Linked DNA regions of Mus musculus: region 2 is linked to region 1. A link is a contact called in public Hi-C data. All regions are on one chromosome and are shown on one strand. Each heading gives the region's core, a stretch centred on a gene start, on an enhancer-like site or on the middle of the called end of the contact. The rest is flanking DNA. Distances are from core to core; before and after follow the strand shown. Region 1 holds the start of 1700001K19Rik (RIKEN cDNA 1700001K19 gene). Region 2 overlaps Mok (MOK protein kinase).

Region 1 (7,456 bases), core at 1,766-4,265:
CAAGACGGTACCTAAAGGAGAGGGTGACCAGCTAGAACCACGTGCCACGTGGTCCTAGGAGCCATAAGTAACTGGGGATTGCTTTGATAGACAATTGAGTAATGTAGGGCACATCTGTCCAATCTAGGTGTGCAGCTTGTATCTATATCAATTGAGTTACGAGTTCTTTGTATGGGCATTTTGGAGGTCGAGAATTTACTGTTATAAATCTGGATGGTAAATTATCAGCCTCTGTAGGCACATGGGAAGTCACAGGGGGCAGCAGGCCTTGGGAACCAGGGCATACCACCGTTTTGGGACTCCCCATGGAGGTGGGGAGACCTGCCAGCACATAGCTGGCTATAGCGTGGATTGTTTTATACAACTACACATTATAGACTAGGCTGGCTTCAAACTGAGAGATCTGTAGTGCCTCCCCAGTGCTGGGATTAAACGTGTGTGCCATCACCACCTAGCAGGAAAAAAAAAAAGCTTTAAAAAAGAAAAGAAAGGCTGGGTGTGGTGGCGCATGCCTTAAATCCCAACATTCGGGAGGCAGAGGCAGGCAGATTTCTGAGTTCAAGGCCAGCCTGGTCTACAAAGTGAGTTCCAGGACAGCCAGGGCTATACAGAGAAACCCTGTCTCGGAAAAACAAAAACAAAAACAAACAAACAAAAAGAAAAAAGAAAAGAAGAGAAAAGAAAAGAACAGAACAGAACAGAAAAGAAAAGAAAAGAAAAGAAAAGAAAAGAAAAGAAAAGAAAAGAAAAGGGCTGGAGAGATGGTTCAGTGGTTAAGAGCACCGACTACTCTTCCGAAGGTCCTGAGTTCAAATCCCAGCAACCACATGGTGGCTCACAAACATCTGTAATAAGATCTGACGCCCTCTTCTGGTGCATCTGAAGACAGCTACAGTGTACTACATATAATAAATAAATAAATCTTTTAAAAAGAAAAGAAAAGAGAAAAGAAAAGAGAAAAGAAAAGAAAAGAAAAGAAAGAAAAGAAAAGAGAAAAGAGGGCTGGAGAGATAGATGGCTTAGCGGTTAAGAGCACTGACTGCTCTTCCAAAGGTCCTGAGTTCAAATCCCAGAAACCACATGGTGGTTCACAACCATCCATAATGAGATCTGACTCTCTCTTCTGGAGTGTCTGAAGACAGCTACAGTGTACTTACATATAATGAATAAATCTTTTTAAAAGAAAAGAAAAGAGAAAAGAAAAAAAAGAATCTTGGGGTTAGCCCCACAGCTGCAAGCTGGGTGGATCACCTCAGTCACTGGGGATTCATTTAAGCATTGGACACCTTCCTGAGAAAAGAGGGAGAGGAGAGTTGCTGGAGGGGTGGCGCAGGGGTGAGGAGTGGCTGCTCTCCCCGAGGACCCAGGTTCAATTCCCAGCACCCACAGGGCAGCTCACAACCATCTGTCCAGTTCCCATCTGACTCCCTCTTCTAGCCTCAGCAGGCACTGCACTCACATGATACACAGACAGACAGACAGACAGACAGACAGACAGACACTCAGACTTAAACAAAAAATAAAATAAAACAAAACAAAAAACCCTTCCTTGACAAATTTTTCTAGTGAATCTTTTTTTCAGGGAGCACAGATTATTATAACACCTCAGTAAAGAGCTACTAACTAGCGAACAAACTCAATGCAAACGATAAAAATGAGATGTCTGTCAACAAGGCAGCCGCAGGAACAGGCTGCGAGTGTTCCCAGGGGCCCCTCCCTTCTTGAGGAGGGCAGAGGGCAGCTGTTGCTTAGCCTGGTGATGTCATCTTTCACCCCCACCCCACCCCCAAACCCTGTCACAACCCCTGGGGCTGTGTCCAGAAAGACAAGCTGGAAACCTGGCTGCAGTCCCAGAAAGTGGGAGTGAATCTCGGGGCGCAATCTCCTGGGAGAAAGGTGGGCTTAGCCCAAAGAGGGATCAGAGCTCACATAGAGTGGCTTCCTCCGGCTGGAGAGATGGCCCAGTGGATAAGAGCACTGGCTGCTCTTCCAGGGGTCCTGAGTTCAATTCCCATGGTGGCTCACAACCATCTGTAATGGGATCTGATGCCCTCTTCTGCTGTGTCTGAAGACAGCTACAGTGTACTCATATAAATGAAAATAAATAAATCTTAAAAATAAAAATAAAAATGGCTTCCTCGCAGAGGAACTCAGCAAGTGCAAGGCAGACTTTGGTAAGGCTGCAAATGGGGCTTCAGTTCTGATTCCAAGTCAGTTTTGTCTAGAGGAAACTTCAAGTAAAAATAGTATTTTATTTTAGACTCCCCACCCCCACCCTGCCATGGCTTTGCATGTAGATGCTAATCCATCACGTTAATTCCAAGGTGCCCCAGAATTCTCCTATGGGTTCAAGGGGGAGGAGAGGGGTGCTCAGCTCTGGGCAGAGCCCCTGCTCTCTCAAAGCTGCTCAGCATTATGCATCGCCTGGCCCTTCTCAAACCCCAGTCTTCATGCTCAGGGCAAATGAGGAACCAACCCCTGTCATCTACCCACTTCACAACGAGGTTCCCTGAAACAGCAGAGCCCTGGAGAAGGCAGGAGGGCAGGGATACCTACTCCAAGGGGGTCACATCTTCATTGTCAAAGAATGACCTCCTCTTATCAGGGACCTTACACACACACACACACACACACACACACACACACACACACACACCCTATCCTGTCCTTTACAAGTGCCCTGTGGGGACAGTGGCTTCGGAGGTACATACCTGGTGGAACACATGTGACCACATCTGTTCAGAGATCCAAACCAGACCACACTTATTCTGTCCCCAAGAAAGTCGGCTCAAATTTAGGTGGTATAAATGACGAGGAGCCCCTAACAGTAGCTGGAGAGGGGCCACTGAGTTAGGGCTCTGTGAACCTGGTGAGGCAGCTAGAGCAATCCTGGGGCTAATGGTTATTTAAAGCTCATTGGCTCCAGGCTTCTGGTTTGGAGGACAAGGACTGCCATTCTAGACTTACCTCCTGGGTAGCATGTTCATTTTGGTCCCCAGGGAATCACTTGTGAGACAAGAAGGGAGGAGGCAGGTATCCTGTGCTTTAGGCCTGCATGATGTCACAGGTATCTCCATGGCAACCCAGTGTGACTGCTCCTGGGGCTGTGACTGGGAAGAGATCCACGTGTGCACTCCGGACCATAGGCCCTAAACCACAGTTCCCAGTTCCCCCCCTCAGTTCCCTGTGCCCCGAGTTCTGCTGCCTGCCTGCTTCACACAGCATGGGTAGTTGTCCCTATCCTGTGCATACAGGCCTGATCCTCAACAGCCACGGGGCTCCTCAAAGCCTTTCCTTCCTTGGGTGCAAGGCACTCTGCTGGGGTGCACTTAAGACCAGAGAGGCCACCAAGACTTCGAGGACTGTCTTGTGCCTTAGGATAGCTTCCAAATTCTCATTCTGGCCACACAGCCGGTTTTGTCCCACCCTGCCACCTAGTTCCTCTTATAGTCAGGTCACTAGGCCATCTCCCCTTCCAGTTGCCCACAGCTCTTCCTTCTGTGGGACACTAGGGTTAAAGGAGCCAAGCCGTCCCCTCTGCCATCTGTGCAGAGCTGTTTGCGTGTCATTATCTGGTTCCTCTTCTGCCATTCCCTAGCTGCCCTGGGGACTTTGAATCCCAATTTCTGAGCCAACTTGAACTCCCAAGACCCTCAAGCTATGGATGAGAAAGAGCGTCCCTTGGTCACCTGTGCCTTTAAAGGTGGTTCCCAGTCCCTGTGTATGCATGAGGACAGAGAAGCATTAAGGAAAAGGGAACAAGATGAGGGAATAATTCAGTAACAGGCAATGGGTTGGGAGCCTGGGGGAGTTTCTTGTCTCACTGACCCTTTGGTACCTCCGAAATACACAAATGGAAAGCCACACAGAGAAATCGTGCACACGTGGAGCCCAGTGCAAGACTCAAGGAAGGAAGCCATGTGTGGTGGCCATCCCAGGCAGGACTCAGAAGGTAGAGGCAGGAAGAGTCAAGGCCATCCTTGGCTACTTGGTAAGTTCAAGGCCAGCCTGGGCTACATGAGACCCCATCTCCACAACAAACACCTAAGGAAGTAAGAGTGGATTATTAAGGGACATAAAAGATCCCTTGAGAAACTGTATCTCTAAGCAAGAAGCTGGGACACCTGCAGCCAGTCATACCCAATCTGAGAGCCAAGACCAGCTGCAGACCAGCTGCAGTGGGCAGACACCCCTCAGGCCACATTCCAACATACTCAGAGGGCACAACCTACTGGTATTGGGTATTCTTTCTGTTTTTCCTTTATCCTTTTTTTTTTTTTTTTTTTTTTTTTTAAAGATTTATTTATTGATTATTGTAAGTACACTGTAGCTGTCTTCAGACACTCCAGAAGAGGGAGTCAGATCTCATTACGGATGGTTGTGAGCCACCATGTGGTTGCTGGGATTTGAACTCTGGACCTTCGGAAGAGCAGTCGGGTGCTCTTACCCACTGAGCCATCTCGCCAGCCCCTTTTTTTTTTTTTAAGACTAGTCTTTCAAAAGTTATTTTAAGTGTTATGAGTGTCTTGCCCATGTGCCTGCCACTGGATGCCAGAAGAGGGTGTCAGATTCTCTGCAAGTGGGGTAAGATGGTTATAAGCCACCAGATGGATGCTGGGTACTGAACCTGTGTCTTCTGCAAGAACAGCACGTGGTCCTAACTGCTCAGCCATCTCTCCAGCCCTGTCTTTTATTCTTTTTATGCTAGAAATCTATGGCCCAGGACTGCAGAGGAAAGGCGGAAGAGTGCTTCAACCCTGGATACCTCAGATGAGGATAGCAGGAGTTAGTTACACACACACACACACACACACACACACACACACACACACACGCTTCCAACCTGACACCATGAAGCCAGCTGTCCCACCATCAACCCTAGTAGGAATTTAGTACTTTTGTTTGACCCTATAAGGCTCCCTCCTCCCCTGAGTCTTCCAACACTCCTTCCCTGGCCAATGATAATTGGCAGTCACACCAACCTTGTCCCAGTAACCCTGGCACCTCCCGGGGGCATAAATACCCCTCTCCCCACACCAATAAACCCAAAGCTGTTCCTGTGTTGTGTGTGTGTCCCTTGCCCTTGAACTCACCACTGACCCAAAAATTCTACCTGCACTCACTCGCCCCAGCTAATCTCTCCCTCCAGTCCAGGCGGGTGAGTGAGGGGCCTGACACTCCCAGAGTGGGAGAAGCAGATATGGGACGGGACGGCAGAGATCCAATTAGCACCTTACAAAGGCCACACACAAGCTCTACCGTTGAGTGGCACACCTGGCTGCCTTACACATCCCTTCTCTTTTTTCTGCATCTTTCATTTATTCTTTGACAACTGCGTCTGTGTATACAACACATTTTGATCTTATCCACTTCGACTCTTCCCTCCTGATGTCCCTCAACATGTCCCCCTCCCGCTCTTGTGACTTCGTCTTTGGCAACCCACCGAGTTTACCTAGTATTGCTGGCTGGAACATTAGCTGGCCTTCTTGGCTTGGTTGTCTAGGCTTTGTGCAGTCACGGGAGCTGTCCATACATGCGATTCTCTGTACTATGCAGAAGACAGTATTTCCCAGGACTCCCATTCTGCAGATCTTGTGTTCTTTTTGGTCCCTCTTCCCTATTTCCTGACCTTGGCTGCTGATACAGACGTCCTACTTAGGGCCAGGCTCTCAACAGTCACCTATTCCCAGTGCTTTGACAGTTGCGAGCCTGTCTGTATTGCTGCCCACAGCAGAAAGAGTCTGGCTAAGGCTGAAAGCAGCAGTAACCTGTGATAGAGGCATAAAGTTCAGCAAGTCCATCTAGCGGGACAGCAGTAGGCTCTCCCCGGGTCCTGTGACCTCCTAAGCCACAGGATTCTGACAGGGTTACAGTCCCAGGGATGACTTTTCTCGTGGGGAGCACACCTCAGATCCAATCAGAGAAGGATTGGTTGCCCCTGGAACCTTCACACAACTGTTGCACCAGAGGACACTTGTTGCCTGAAGTTGGTTATTGGAGCACAAAAGGGACCAGCCACCATGCTGGCTTACTGTGCTGGGTAAGCCACCAATGGCTTGCGGCGGCCAGCCAAGGACATCGGATCCCATAGAACTGGAGTTACAGTTATGAGGCATCAAGTGGGTGTTGGGAATTGAACCCAGTCCTCTGAAAGAGCAGCCAGTGTTCTTAACTACTGAGCCAGAGTGGATGCCTGAGTGTCATTATTCTCACAAATTCAAGTTGTATATAATCACACAGACAAGCCCCACGTGGCCCAAAGGTCTCCCATGGAGGCATATACACCAATAGCCCCGGCCATCTTAGTGAATAATCTGAAGTAAACTCACTCCCGTTCTCTACACCTGGGAGGGGCAGCTAGCGCAGCCCAAGACCAACGCTATGGTTTTGAAGAAGCCGAGATCACAAGACTCTTGCTTTCTCACAAGCGCTCAGAATTGCCATCATGTGACTCCATTCTTGGCCAGTGTTCTGACACTTGCCTCCGTCTCCGGAGGGTTTATGTAGAACAGCGAAAACCAAATACTCTGTGGGTCCCTTAGTTTTGTCTGGATGCTTCTGTATTGCTCAGCGTGTTTAATTGCAATCGACTAGAATTACCAGGCGTGTCTAGTTCCAGGACAGCTAGGCTTTCTTGAATTTTCCATGTGGCCCACACAGGACGTTCATATACATTTCTTCTAAGATTAGCAGGCAAAATGTCTCCAGTTGAAGCCAGTTCTCAGTGAGGGGAAGCATTGAAACTTCTCAGCTATGCCAAACTTGTGTTCAAGGTAAAGGTCAGAGAGTAGATTGTATTGTCAGACCTGGATGGTTTGATCTTGTTTGGTGGTTTCTTTGTATTTGAGAAAGGGTCCTGCCCGTAATTCAGGCGGTAGGGCAGGGGGAACTCATTATGTAGACTAGGCTGGTCTTGAACTCAGAGAGCTATTCCTGACTATGGTTCCTGAGTGCTGGGATTAATAACACACCCCCATCAGACTTCAATTGAAAATCCAATTCCTGAGGCTGGTGAATTGGCTCAACAGGTAAAGGCACTTGCTGCTGAGTCTGACAGCCTGGACCCACATTTTGGAAGAAGTGAACAGTCCCCTAGAAGCTGTCCTCTAACCACACGTGTGCACATGCACACAAACACACACGGTAACATAAATTAAAAATAAATAGAATGCGTTTCTGCACGGTGTGTTATTCTGCACGGTGTGGTAGCAGGCCTGCAATCCCAGCAACTGGGAGGCTGAGGCAGGAGCATGTATCATCATGAGTTTTAGGTTAACTTGTGCTACATAGTAGATGCTGTCTTAAAACAAACCACCAAAATGGCACATGCCTGTGGTCCCAGTACTGGGGAAGTAGAAACAGGAAGGGCAGGGGTTCCCAGTCATCTCCAGTTACTTAGTTAAGATCCTGTGTGAAACCAACAAAACAACTAAACAAAAAACAGAAAATATAAATA
Region 2 (7,456 bases), core at 1,962-4,461, 140 kb after region 1:
GGAGAGGCAACGGAGTCACAGAGGACCTCACTAATGTAAACACCATCAGGTCAGCAAGCGGTGACGGACCCACACTGTGAGTCAGGGCCCATCCAGCCCTGCCTTCCAGCTAAAGTCTGGCTTTCTGGTCGCATGCTGGTCTCAACATAGCACAGCCAAGTGGTCCTCCATACTGGAGGCCCAAAGGTCATGCCCACCTCATGTGTGTATACAGGCAGGCCTCTGTGTGATCCAAGGAACACCGTGTCTCTCACAAAAGGCTCTGAAGGAAAAGCAGAGAGCCATGAGCCCAGAGCCAGTGACCAGAGGGGAGAGGAACCTGAGTGAGAACCTGGCAGCTCTCGCTTATTAGCCATGGCAAACTCAAGGACAGACTCCTTCCAGTTCTGCGCTTTGAAAGTCCATTGTCTTAGGCAACTGAAAATGAAAACGTTTCATTTTTATCTGAAATTCATTTCTTCACCTCTCAGACAGGGCCTGCTTCCTGGATAGAGATGCAAGGTAGAAGTGCATTCTGGGACGCTGACTGCTCACCAACTCTACCACACTGTGAACTGGGTGACAGGGCTGGAGATGGAGACATGAGTGGGTGGGCACGGCTCTCCACACTTTACACCAGAGACAGACACTCCAAGCTCCCCACGAGGACATCAGAAGCACACAGATGAGCACATGCCGTATCATAACCAAGGAGCTGAGACACCTCAGGACTCCTAACCAACAGGAGGGCTACAAACTCCCAACTGCTGGAGTTCTGAGGATACACAGCTGCAACTGCTGGACTCAGACACAAAAACCAAACCTCTGAGGCCCAGGGGACACTGCAGGAGGGTGGGGTGGGGGGGGAGTTGGGAGGAGCCAGAAGCTGTGGTAAAGTGCCTGGAGCGCTGTCTTTCTGGCCTGACATGCGCTGCACTGCTGAACCTGCAGCAGCTGTGGCCGCCTACACAAGCTTCCCTAGGCTAGCCCATCCACATTCTGTAAGAGAGGGAAATGGACCACATGGGGCCCCACCCCTCCCTCAGGACCTACACGCAGTTTCTGGAGACATTTTCCTCAGTGGCAGATCTTCTGGTCAGTGCCCATGCTCCCTCAGACAACCCCTCAGCCATGCTCTGACGAGCAACCCTAAGCTCACCCTAAGCTCACTGGGTCTCACACACAGAAAGAAACCAGCACACCCATGATACACACATATGCATGCAAGCAGACACTTACACACATAGGGCAAAACCAACTATTTCCTTAGAAGACGGAAAGAGGGAGAGGGTTAGTGGGGAACAGGAGTGGGATTAGCAGGAGAGGGACAAAGATGGTAGAGAGGGCAGATAAGATCAAAGCGTATCATAGACATGGATGAAAATGCCAGATGAAAGCCATCATTATGTATCATTTAATACAGGTCCATAAAACCCACAAAACCCCTAGTAGGATGGTGTCATCGTTTCAGAAAGAAACACTCCAGTGACAAGTGTTGTCTCACACACATGCTGAATGGCAGAACCTGACAGTCAGGGAAACAAAGCTGTCAGTCATTCTGAGTCGGACATTCAGAAGGAAACTACTAGGAATGCTGTATAACCAAGACAGCCAGGGGAGCTGGAGACTGGTGCAGTGGTTAACTTAGATACCACTCTTGCAGAGACCGGAGTTCAAGTCCCAGCACGCCGTCAGGTGCTCCCAACAATCCGAAACTTCAGTTCCACTCCAGGGGATCAGATGCCCTCTTCTGACCAACGTGCATACACATGGCTCATGTGTACACACACAGAGAAGAAAAAATAATTTAAAATGCAAAGTAGTTGTGTTGTGTATGTGTATGTGTGTGTGGGGGGAGGGGGTTGATACAAGGTTTCTCTGTGTAGCCTTGGCTGTCCTAGAACTTGCTCTGTAGACCAGTCTGGCCTCAAGCTCACAGAGATCTACCTGCCTCTGCCTTCTGAGTGCTGGGATCAAGGTATGAGACACCACTACCCAGCACAAAAGAAGTGTTCAATAAAAAAACCTAGCCAACAGTTTTCCTTCATACATGCGTACAGGGAAACTAAAGGATCCTCTTAATCAAGGTAGGATTAAATGTGCTAAATACTGGATCTGAACTGGTGCTATCCTTGTTGGTCCTCAGGGGCCACCTGATGAAGTGTCGCTCACTTGGTACAGCAGCTTGTGCACTACAGCTCTGCTTCATGCTGGTGAGTCACAACACACCGGCTACGCGGGGGAACGATGGATGCAATATGACCTCAGTCAAGCCGACTCTGGTTGGTTTCTCTTACCTTGTTTCATTCTCCCAATATCATGGACTGCTTTTAGGATGCCCGATTCACCCACAGAGCCCCTGAAAGCTACAACCCTAAAGTGGCACAGCCCTGCCACTAACCAAGGGCAGCTTGTCTTCTAAATGGTCTTCTGAGCCAGCCTCTTCCTCTTGAAATGAGGTAAACACAGGCTGTTGCCACTAGAGGGTCTCAGGGTTTAGGACACTAAGCATTCAAAAGGAGGGAGGGGACAGGTGAGGAGCAACAACTGTGCAGCCAGGGGTGCAGCCTCAGCAAGCAGCATCCTTGGTTCTGCTTCCCAGAGACCTGCCTGCCTCCTCCCAGAGGCTGCCTCTCCACCCAGGGCCATCCTGTATCCTCTGAATTACCACCTCTGCAACGGCCGAGGCAGGACCTTCCAGGGAAGCCTAGAGTCTCCAGTTCCCATCAGCCCTGCCTTCCCTGGCACCTGCTGGACAAAGGAAAAACAGCCACAGGACCCCTTCTTCTAGCTATTTCTGTAATAGACTACATGCATCTTGAATGTCAAAAACCACACCTACGATGCCGAGTCTCCACCTTCTCAGATTCGTGCCCACCCCAGACCTCACACATGGTACATGTGAGTGGCTACTCACCAAAGCCAGCATGATGTGGCCCTCAGCTCCGTGGTTGTTCTTTTGTGTGTGACAGGGCTACTATGTGCTCTACTGGACAGAGGAAGCAGTTATTCAAGTCATGTGACCTCTATCTGAAGCGAAAGCTTTAGTGACCGAGAACTCTTAGGAAGTCTGCATCATTATCATGAGAAGCAACAGTCTGGAGAGGCACTCACGGAAAGCCCTGGTCACGCCAGGGGCACAGTGAAGGAGTCACAGACCTGAGTGATCACTGATGTGCGGCTCTGGCCTCTCTGAAGAGCTTTACCCTGGATTACTACCTCTCCTTCAGTCCTTGCTTAGCCCATCTGTGGAGAGGACACAGACAGGGCCAGTGCCTGGACATGCTTGGGGACTCGGACTCTGGAGCCGGGCTTAGCTCCAAGGACTTCTACCACTTAAGGTGGATAGCCTTAGGCAAGTTGCTTCTTTTTCTGGACTTTGATTTCCTCATTCTTTTTTTTTTTATTTATTATTCGTAAGTACACTGTAGCTGTCTTCAGACACACCAGAAGAGGACATCAGATCAGATTACAGATGGTTGTGAGCCACCATGTGGTTGTTGGGATTTGAACTCAGGACCTTTGGAAGTACAGTCAGTGCTCTTAACCGCTGAACCATCTCTCCAGCCCCTGATTTCCTCATTCTTAAAGTGAGATATGAACATCAGGCCTTGGAGTGGGGGACACTGGGTAATTAATACATTTCTATAAATATTAAAAGCAGCACCTGAGCTGGGCAGTGGTGGCGCACACCTTTAATCCCAGCACTCGGGAGGCAGAGGCAGGTGGATTTCTGAGTTCAAGGCCAGCCTGGTCTACAAAGTAAGTTCCAGGACAGCCAGGGTTATACAGAGAAACCCTGTCTCGAAAAACCAAAAACCAAACCAAAACAAAACAAAACAAAAAACAGCCAGCACCTGAGGGCTAGAGTGATGGCTCAGAAGTTGGAATCACTGGCTGCTCTTTCAGAGGTCCTAAATTCAATACCCAGCAACACATGGTGGCTCACAACCATCTATGATACGATCTGATGCCTTCTTCTGGCACACAGGTATACATGCAGCTACAGCACTCAAATACAAAAAATAAATCAATAAAAAAAAAAAAGAAGAAGAAGAAGAAGAAGAAGAAGGGCACCTGGGTAGTGTGACCAGCCCAACTGGTCAGCTACAGCAGCAGCCTGCACATCATCAACTCTAAGACACCTGCCTACGTGTGTTACTAACTCTGTGTCATGCTATGTATTCCAGTCATAAATGCCTTATACATGCTGCCAGCTGTTCTATCCTGACTCTAACATCTGGAATGCTGGCTATGGCTGGCAACAACTTAGATTCAGTGCAGACAAAAGAGCCCTGGGCTTGTGAAAAACACTCAACATTCAAGTTAAAGCCACAACCCCCTATTAGGCATTTACAGAAAAGGGCTTCTCACTGTAAATCCGTATCCCTCAGAGTTCAGAAGCAACTTGCCAGGACAAAGTGTGTGGCACAGGCCTTTAATCCCAGCAGCTAGTGCTCGGGAGGCAGAGGCAGGAGGATCTCTGTGAGTTCAAGACCAGCCTGGTCTACAGAGCCAGTTCCAGAGAAACCCTGTCTTGAAAAAAACTAAGAGAGGGAACATTGGAGAGGGGGAAGGGGGAGGGGGGAGAAGAATGGGGGTAGAAGTGAGAGGGAGAGAGGGAGAAGGGAGAGGAGGAGAGGGGAAGAGAGGAGAGAGGGAGGGAGAGCGACTAGAACTACCAGCAGCATCCAGAAGCCCAACCAGCCTGAGAGCAGCACCGTGAACACACGCCATTTAGAAGACCAGCTGCCCTTGGTTAGTGGCAGGGCTGTGTCACTTTAGGGTTGGAGCTTTCAGGGGCTGTGTGGGTGAATCAGGCATCCTAATTCTTTTACACACACAGGTAACAAAATCCTTGCTTGCCCTACCTCCCCTCTGAACCTCAACCTCTTGGTTACCTGCTTTTGGCTGGCTTCAAAAATCATCCCTCTGGAGATTCTGCAGACTAATGAAATACTATTTTTCCTACTATTTTGCTGTACATAACTCCTTTGACAAGTGGATCATGGTAATAACAGTTGCCCACTTTACTTTTTGGAGACCTTTAGTCCACTTTGTTAAAATCACTGCCTCTTCACTTGGGCCTAACACAGTGTCTGGGGATGAAAACTTCACCTTTAGATCATATGATGACCTCATTTCTGAGCCTGTGTCCCAGAAAAAGCCATGCCATTTAATTACCTGTGCACAGACCTCTGATTGCTCTACCCCAACACTTCATCCTACCCTCCTCTGTCCCAGAATAGCCCCAGGTCCTATCAACAGATTTGAAGATTTGGCTATTCATCATCCTTGACCACCTTGAGAGTAAACTGCCTTTTGTACTCTGCAGAGCAGGCAGATAAGATGTGCCTGTCAACAATGACTGTCTGCTGAACTAACTGTGTGTCTTGCACAGTCTCTGTAGGTAGATACAGAAAGAAATGCTTCAGTTTCTTCAATTATACACTTTCTAGCTATTGGAAATTAAAGATATTACTTTCTAAGCCAAGCTTTCGCAACTGTCTAAACACATAGCAACACAGACATTTCTCCTTGAGTATAAAGTATAAATATCACACCCTGGGAAGTAAAATAAGGTTTCTAATATTAAGGATACACCCTTCAGACACAGAGAGAATTGCTGCTAAACAACCAAAGGACGTGACTGGGCAGGCTCCTCTGCTTGTGTTTGGTTTTGAGATAGAGTCTCATTACATTACATAGCTAAGGACTTGCCCTGTGGTCTGTGCTGTAGCTAAGGACTTGCCCTGTGGTCTGTGCTGTAGCTAAGGACTTGCCCTGTGGTCTGTGCTGTAGCGAAGGACTTGCTCTGTAGATGCTGGCCCTGCCTCAGCCACCTGTATCCTGGGACTGCAGGTGTGAGCTGCCACACTCGGCCTACAGATTCACTGAAATGAAAACTGCTGATGGTGGGTGCTGCTAGGTGGCAAAGCCCTGGCCACATTCTTTAGTCTGGCCTCAGTTGTGCGAGGTGATGATTTACATCATATTTGATGGTTTCACCAGTGCTACCACAAGTAGGATGGTGTCACATGACTCTACACGTCCTTTTTCACTTCTTTCATCCTCTTATTTAAAATTTTCAGTACTAGGGATTGGTCACAGGCTTTTTGCATGCCAGGCAAGCGTTCTACCACTGAGCTAACATCCTCAGGCCTTTTGTTTTTAACACTTTGAGACAGAGGCTTGCAACTTAGCCCTGGCCTTAGGTCTTGGCAGTCTCCATCATTCTCTCAAGAAGCCTGGATTGCAGGTGTTCCACCAGGCCTGGCTGCTGTTTTGCTTGATTCAGTTTTTCATGTGTCTTCTGGTACCATGTAATCTATAAGACAGAACATCCCCTCTATTGCTTTCTTAGCTGCATTCCATCAATTACATCTAACAGAACCTCCAAGTCAGACTCTCGGGGACACCTGCTCAATAAAGGCCAAGCTTGCCTCCTGACCCCTCAGGTCCCTCTGCAAGCATCCAAGGCCGTGACAGGTCATCTCAGGCAAGCGAGCTTTCCTGAACAGTGCTTCATGTTCAGAGGAAAGGAACAGAAGAACTTCCTGAAATATCAGCTAGTTCTGGCTCCAAATGGGAAGAGAGAGGAGCCTTCCCCATGAGAGCCAGGGTAGAGCTTGGGCTTCTTGGATGCACAGAAGAAAATGCAGAGGAAAGCAGGGAGCAGTGACATGAAGTACCCTCAGAGTGCAGCCTTGTGCAGACGGCTAGTCTCAGCTAAACCACAGGGCCTCCTAGAAGGCTTGTGGCTCCAGTCACCCCTAAGACATTGTGAGAATAATGCCTTCTGGGCCCAAGGGTGGCAGCTTTGTACTGTATACTTCCCTATCTAGAGTCACTCTGCACTGCAGTGACTACAAGACACGTACAACCACAGACATTTGTTACAAGATCATCTCAGATTACCTTTCAAAACACTCACCTACCTCGTATTAGCTCATAAATATTCATGTCCATAAGTTCACATATTAGTGCAAGAGAACCAGATTTTCTGTCACTGCAGAAGAAAGCAGGTTTTAAATACTTTTTCTTGTCTTAATCGGAAAACATAATCAAAGCTCTTAATAGGCATTTGTACACATTTCTGGTAAATAAGGTATTCCCACAAGAGACCATTTGGGCCATGAAATTATTAAAACAGTATATAGGTTTTAAGTTCAAATCAATATTTAGGCTGAAATTGATCCAAAATACTATTAAAATTCTAAAGAAGAGCTCTAAAAACACCTTGAAAGGGGTATTTCATGAAAACAGGACACTAATTACCAGCAGAAACAAGGAAAGAGCTTGGGGGCTGGTTACGCAAGACAACAGACAATGAGCTGAGGGCGTGCTTAGTGGCGGCACCTTCACTTTCTCACCAGCTTGGCTTTTGGAGACAGGGTCTCTCCATTATGTAGCTCTGGCCAGCCTGGAATTCACTATGCACATCAGGCTGGCCTCAAACTCAAAGAGTCTTGAATTC

Evidence for each region. Hi-C and Micro-C count contacts between places; a contact is called where the count stands out from the background.
Region 2: a contact with region 1 is called in a Hi-C map of bone marrow-derived macrophages, with 32 read pairs. The contact joins the enhancer-like site here to the promoter of 1700001K19Rik in region 1. A contact is called at or near these places in 13 of 39 promoter capture datasets (the C10 cell line, the HPC-7 cell line, cranial neural crest and 8 more), 1 of 15 datasets of contacts at CTCF or cohesin (large pre-B cells), 10 of 484 Hi-C or Micro-C datasets (bone marrow-derived macrophages, embryonic stem cells, induced pluripotent stem cells and 3 more), 21 of 115 datasets of contacts at active chromatin or transcription factors (bone marrow-derived macrophages, craniofacial prominence, embryonic basal ganglia and 13 more) and 4 of 9 other capture datasets (adipose tissue, liver, macrophages and 1 more).

What each region holds. Positions count from the first base shown.
Region 1 is chr12:110,679,604-110,687,059 of GRCm38.p6, forward strand. It overlaps 1700001K19Rik (RIKEN cDNA 1700001K19 gene), which reads right to left and starts at 3,016. Exons shown (of 6, transcript NM_025488.2): 1 at 2,968-3,016.
Region 2 is chr12:110,819,525-110,826,980 of GRCm38.p6, forward strand. Mok (MOK protein kinase) reads right to left here. Exons shown (of 12, transcript NM_011973.2): 4 at 6,918-6,988. Among named protein-coding and RNA genes, the nearest start is that of Mok, 18 kb to the right of the region's middle. Within about 2 kb of position 3,212, at least 6 of the 459 cell types and tissues checked have an H3K27ac peak or open chromatin away from gene starts, as enhancers often do. A contact at or near this core is called in bone marrow-derived macrophages, where this site is marked.